Regions from separate parts of the Sus scrofa genome. Here region 1 is linked to region 2. Evidence: chromatin contacts called from public HiChIP or PLAC-seq data. All regions are on one chromosome and are shown on one strand. Each heading gives the region's core, a stretch centred on a gene start, on an enhancer-like site or on the middle of the called end of the contact. The rest is flanking DNA. Distances are from core to core; before and after follow the strand shown.

Evidence for each region. HiChIP or PLAC-seq counts read pairs in DNA pulled down with a chosen protein or histone mark.
Region 1: a contact with region 2 is called in an H3K27ac HiChIP or PLAC-seq map of skeletal muscle. The contact joins two enhancer-like sites. A contact is called at or near these places in 7 of 47 Hi-C or Micro-C datasets (embryonic fibroblasts, liver, mesenteric adipose tissue and 3 more) and 1 of 2 datasets of contacts at active chromatin or transcription factors (skeletal muscle).

Annotation. Positions count from the first base shown.
Region 1 is chr9:20,545,227-20,548,162 of Sscrofa11.1, reverse strand. It overlaps a transcript of ME3 not described here. Among named protein-coding and RNA genes, the nearest start is that of PRSS23, 57 kb to the left of the region's middle. Within about 2 kb of position 1,467, at least 46 of the 83 cell types and tissues checked have an H3K27ac peak or open chromatin away from gene starts, as enhancers often do. A contact at or near this core is called in omental adipose tissue and skeletal muscle, where this site is marked.
Region 2 is chr9:20,443,964-20,446,727 of Sscrofa11.1, reverse strand. The region is part of intron 2 of ME3 (malic enzyme 3); the gene reads left to right. Among named protein-coding and RNA genes, the nearest start is that of ME3, 44 kb to the left of the region's middle. Within about 2 kb of position 1,452, at least 11 of the 83 cell types and tissues checked have an H3K27ac peak or open chromatin away from gene starts, as enhancers often do. A contact at or near this core is called in omental adipose tissue and skeletal muscle, where this site is marked.

The DNA of each region.
Region 1 (2,936 bases), core at 218-2,717, 100 kb before region 2:
AGAAGAGTCCTGCTCTGGCCCAGCCAGGGATGCTTTCTCTGGCCAAAGGCTAGACTCAAATCAAAGCCTTCCTATCCCTGCCTTTCCTCTTGCTTGTGGCTTTGACCATAAACCAGTAGGGGTGGGGGGAAAGAACCAGGATAGGAGGAATCAATGATAAAGTTGCATTTATCATGTGCCATGAATCATGCTTGATCAACATACCAGTAACACAAACCAGAAGAGGTGTTACCTGTTTTTTGTTCATTTTCTTAATTATTAATAAAAACCTTCACCTTTCTCTTGGTGCCTACCTTCCATTCCTTCTCTCTGTATCTCATAATATTTTGTATGAGCCTCTATTGTAGCACACCGCCTCATCTCATACTACAACAGATTGCTTACCAGGATCCACCATATTAAAACATGAGTGGTCCATGGGCAGCAACTCTAGCCTATTCATGCCAATAGTCCCTGTAAGCAGCATCGTGATGGTGTATGGTTGGTTTGCAGCCGTTTCCTGTTAAATGAATGATTAAATGAATGTAAACATGTTGCTAGAAGGGACTTGACAGAAGGGAGGTATATTTATACCTGTTGGGCCTTCTCAAATCTCAACAGCTGTCCTGTGCCCTTGGTTTCTACTTGCAGCTCCAGTCAGGTTCCCTGAAGCCCTGGGTAGCTCTTTGTCCATTTGGATTTTTGAGGGAAATCCCAATTGTCCCCATAGGACAGCATGTCCCTGAGGAGGGCCGGAGACACTGAGGAGGGCAAGCTCTCCATCAGGGGAAATAAGAATGGGAGCTGAGCCACGCCTGCCCGGTTTCAACAGAACCCTCTGTTGTCCAGGGAACAGTGGAGAAATTGTTCATCCACATCTCATTGCTCATGGAAATATTCTGACTGCAAAGTCAGTGTCAGCTTTGATTTCCTGCCCTGGGAGGAGGTTTGGTCAAAAGGCACAAAGTGGGCCTGTGCAGAGTCAGAGGAATTGTGAGGTTGGGTAAGAGGAGACCCTCACACTCCATCTTTGTTTGCTGGTGGAACTTCTAGCGCTGGGGTGGTCAACCTGACCCAGTCCAGCCCTAGCCTTAGGCTCTTCTGGGAGCTCCAGCCCCTCTTGGAACCATCACAAGATCACAGGCGGAAGTGTGAAGGTCAGACCAGGCCTGAGGGTCAGTGGCCCCGTCCTTCACTTGCTTCCTTGAAAGGAATGAGCGAGAACGTCTGGAGTGCTAGGAATCTGAAGGACCAAGGGCTGGGGAACCACAGGCAGAATTCACCCAGCCATTCTGGGTCCCTTTAAAGAGGACACCAACTAAAATAACCTGGAAAAGGCTCTTACAGGGCAAAAGTACTGCCAGTTGCTGTCTCAAAGCTAATTTTAAGAATGTCCTTTTCTCTTAAAATTTCATCACCATGACTCATCGCACCACAGGCCAAGATTCTGAAGCTCTGAGTCAGACAGGGCCCTGGGAGTTGAAGCTCAATGGGAGTTTTACCTAAATAAAGCCTGCAAGCCGGCCTGCTGTGATAGATGCCTTAGAAATGTGCGAATTCAGCAATGCACACGCCCTTGCACCTCTGTTGTTCACACAGTTGCCCACGAGTTCCTAAAGCTGTTGGTGCCACAAGCCTTCTCTTAGGTATGAGATCCTCCTTCCTTTTGCTTGAATCTTCACTTAGTGTGTATTCATGCCTTCCCTGCGAATTTGGCTCCTTTTGTACAATCTGGTCAGTGCTGCTATATATAGTTACTTTTTGGACACTTGCAACCAGAACAGATGTGATGATTAAGCACAAATCCCAGAAAGGATCCAAGATCCCCTTCTCCAAATGTCCATCAAAGGGGATGGCATTGAAATTGGGATTTTTGAAAGTCAGAGCTGCATGTCATCTGCCCTCCCTGTCATTGTATAGATACCCAAGCAATCCAAGACGCAGAGAAGTCGACAGCTTGCCCAAGGTGACACAGCCAGTTAGGAAGAGAATCCAGACAAGAAGCCAGGGTCTGCTCACATCTTAATCTCTTGACAAAACAGCCTCTGCTTTTACTTACACTCTATCCAGATTAATTCCTGGACTTTACAAAGCCCACTTCTGAGTGCTGGGAGAGAAGACATGTAGGAATGACAGGGGAGGCAGTGTTCAGGGCCGACCACCTGGCTTGATGACCTTCGAGCTGCTGTAACCATGGTGGCAGGAGGCCTGGAGAGCAGACCTGGAGGGGAAGCTGGGACTGGTAGAGAGTGGCCTGGAGACAGAGACCCAGTCTTTACTCAGGGATGGTGGTAGCAGAAGGATAACCAAAGCAGCAGAGACGCGGAACTCGGTCTGTGGAAACTTGGCTTCTCGACTGTCCTTGTGGCACATTTTGGGTATTGCCCTTACTGTGAATGAGCGGGTAGGAGGTGTCTGGTCAGGTGGAGTAAGAATGGCTTTGGCATCAGACTGCTGAAGTCAGAATTTTGGGGTTGCAACAGAGGTGCACTCTCATGAGCTCATGTAGAAAGGGTTGCTGTGAGGCTCCAGAGACCTTACGGGAACCCAAGGCTAGGTGCCAGGGTGTAGAAAGGACTCCTGGGGCTTAAAATCAGGGCTCTGTCAGGAGGCCAAGAGGCTAGCCCCAGGTTCCATTCTCTTTGGCTCTGAGTCCCTGCCCTGGTCTTTCTCCCTTTGTCTCTCCATGTCTCTCTGTATCTCTCTCTGATTTTCTGGTTTTTTTTTTTTTTTTTTTTTTTTGCTATATAGGGCCGCGCCCACAGCATATGGAGGTTCCCAGGCTAGGGGTCAAATTGGAGCTATAGCTGCTGGCCTACATCACAGCCACAGCAACACAGGATCCGAGCCATGTCTGTAACCTACACCGCAGCTCATGGCAACGCCGGATCCTTAACCCACTAAGCAAGGCCGGGGCTTTGAACCTATGTCCTCACAGATGCCAGTCAGATTTGTTA
Region 2 (2,764 bases), core at 203-2,702:
CCTAGCCTGGGAACCTCCATATGCCTCAGGTTGACCCTAAAAAGACAAAGAGAGAGAGAGAGAGAAAGCCATCTCTTAGTTCCAATATTAAGTTATAAGAGAAAGTGTGGACCAATCCAGCCTGAGACAGGTGGCCGCCCCGGTCTAGTCATGACTGTGGGAAGGGACCACATTGTGCATCACAGCTGCTGGAGGGGGAACAGGCATGTGTTGGTGGTGGTGATTTTGAGCTGGGCAGGCACTCCAGAGATGGCTGCTGTATTAGGGGAAAAGGTAGGTATAACCCCCAGGGTATGTATAACACATGTCCACAAGACATCTGGATACACAACGCTTGATAACTGCTTGCTGGAAGGGCCCGCAGAGCTACCGTGAAATGACCTCATGACTGAGCTGTGGATTAAGCTGTTCTTTCTATAACAATGCCTTAGTGATTTGACTCTTGACTGTCTGGTAGCCTTAAACAGTACGAAATCAACAATAATCAGAGTAATAGCCAAGACTTACATAGCACTTTAACATACCAGATCTTGTTCTAAGCACTTTACTTTTTGTTAAATTGTTTAATCCTCGCAACAATGCCAGGGAAGCAGATACTATTATTTCCATTTTACAGCTCTGGTAACTGAGGCATGAAGGGGGGATGTCATTTACCCAAAGGCATACTGTCAATAAGAGGTGGAGTCAGGATTTGAATCCCCATAGTCTGCTTCAGAGTCTCTGTTTCTAGGAGGAGTGGTTGGGAATCACTGAAAGCCTCCAAATCTGGGAAGATGGCTTGGGATGGATCCGTTCACCAGGTAGAAAGGAGGCTGATGATGGCAGCTAGAGCCAGGAACAAGAGTAGTGCACCAAAAAGTGGGGAGACAAGAAAACATCAAAAAAATATGGACGGGAGGAGAAAGAGACGAGAGAAAAGAGGTGATGCAGAGAACAGTGTGAAATGGGAAACCATAGAGCAGAACTGGCAGAAAGAAAAGATACAACCTCACTGTTTTTCCGGTTGTGGGTCTGTAGACCTCCTAAGCATGTGATAAAAACACAGTTGCCTTGGCCCCGCTCTCGCTGCATGAGAAATCTACCAGGTCTACCAGAAAGCCTCATATTTTAACAGTTGCTGTTAGGCATCCTCAGCTCATGAGAGCACTGAGTGAACTACAAACAGCCTTGTGTACCCCCACAACCCTGTAGACACCACTGGGTATGCCAGTGTCTTCCTTTAATCCATTTACTATGGCAGGAAAGTGTGCAATACATTTCTTAATGACTTCCGTTGATAGGAGGATGTGGAATGTGAAGCCAGACTGCCAAGCTCGCGTTCTGGCTCTGTCTCAAACTAGCAGTGTGACCACTGGCAGACACTTAATTTCTCTGCGGTCTCAGATATCTCTTTGGTCAAGGTCGTAGGTTTGACTGGGTCCGTGAGATGTATCTGGAATATGTCCTTCCACGTGTCCTTTCATTTGCCCTGTCACCTTTCACATCGTCCCCTGCCCATGGCCAGTATTGTTAATCAATCATGACACCCCTCACTGAGCTCAGATGCGGCTTCCCAGTGTTTATCGCAGGACCCCAGGCACCTCCTAACCATTGCTTGAAGGAAGCTTCCAGTTAACACGTACACATTATCTCTAGGCCAGACAATCCACAAAGGCCTTGTAAATTCTTAAAATCCATGGCTCTCTTAAAGGAAAAAGTAATTTCTTTCTTTCTTTCTTTCTTTTTTTTTTTTTTTTTGCTTAAAAGGATTCATTTTCACTTGTGTAAAAATTATTCAATATATATTTTAATATCTTAGGTTGTCTTTAAGTCTCATGCAGGCCTTCCATCTCATAGTTATTCCAATCTAGACTGTGATTATGATTTGAATGTTGCTTGTCCTGAGCCCTCTAAATCTTCCTCATTAAATTATGCTAAGAGATTGGACTGACTTGACCTTAAACTTATGTTTTAGGTTAACTTGAACTTGAACACATCCTTATTTACAACTACAAGTTTAAAGTTTGGCAATTTTATGGTTTTTTGATTGTTTTTAAGAATAAATAAACTCTAAATTTTAAAGTACTTTAAAAAAAAAAAAAAGAAAGAAAGAAAATAAAAACTTTCAGAAGAGATTTTTATCCAGGCCTGGTCTGTTGATTACCCAAGAGAAATTCTCAGGCCAATTGGAAATTATTCAGAGTTCTGCATTTTTGTTGAAGAATTCTGAGACTCTTGCTTACAAATTCGCCAAGACTGAAGAGAAAAAAAGTTGTTAAAACATGAGGCAGTTGACCTTTATTGTTCTTAAGTCTCGTGAATTCTGTGCCAGTAAAAACATTGTTTTTCTTTCCACGGGCACTGGGTTGAAATTGTTGAAAATGGTGATTTCGCTCCTTTTATTAACCTCAAAGAACGTTGTGTCAGGATGGGAAGTGAGTATTTCAAGTAGGCAAACAATCTTCTCGAAGCAATTATCGAGAAATTTGGAGTTGGCTCAGATAGGTGGGTTTTGATAGTCTGGCCTCAAAACAGAAACATTTTGGTTCTGGACGCTTCTTTGTGAGGTCTGGAAGAGTTCCCTTGACATCCACTGTGCCCTGGATCCAAACCCAGACCCTACATCCAAGGAGGCCTAGTCAGGAGCTTGGACTGTGTTGCATTATTTAACCAATCGCAAGGCCTGAGAAAATCACAGTTTGACGGGAAAATGTACAGAGACAAGTGGCCCTCGGTCAAATGGAGCCCATTATGTAAAACCTCAGAAAACTGGACTAAGGCCCTG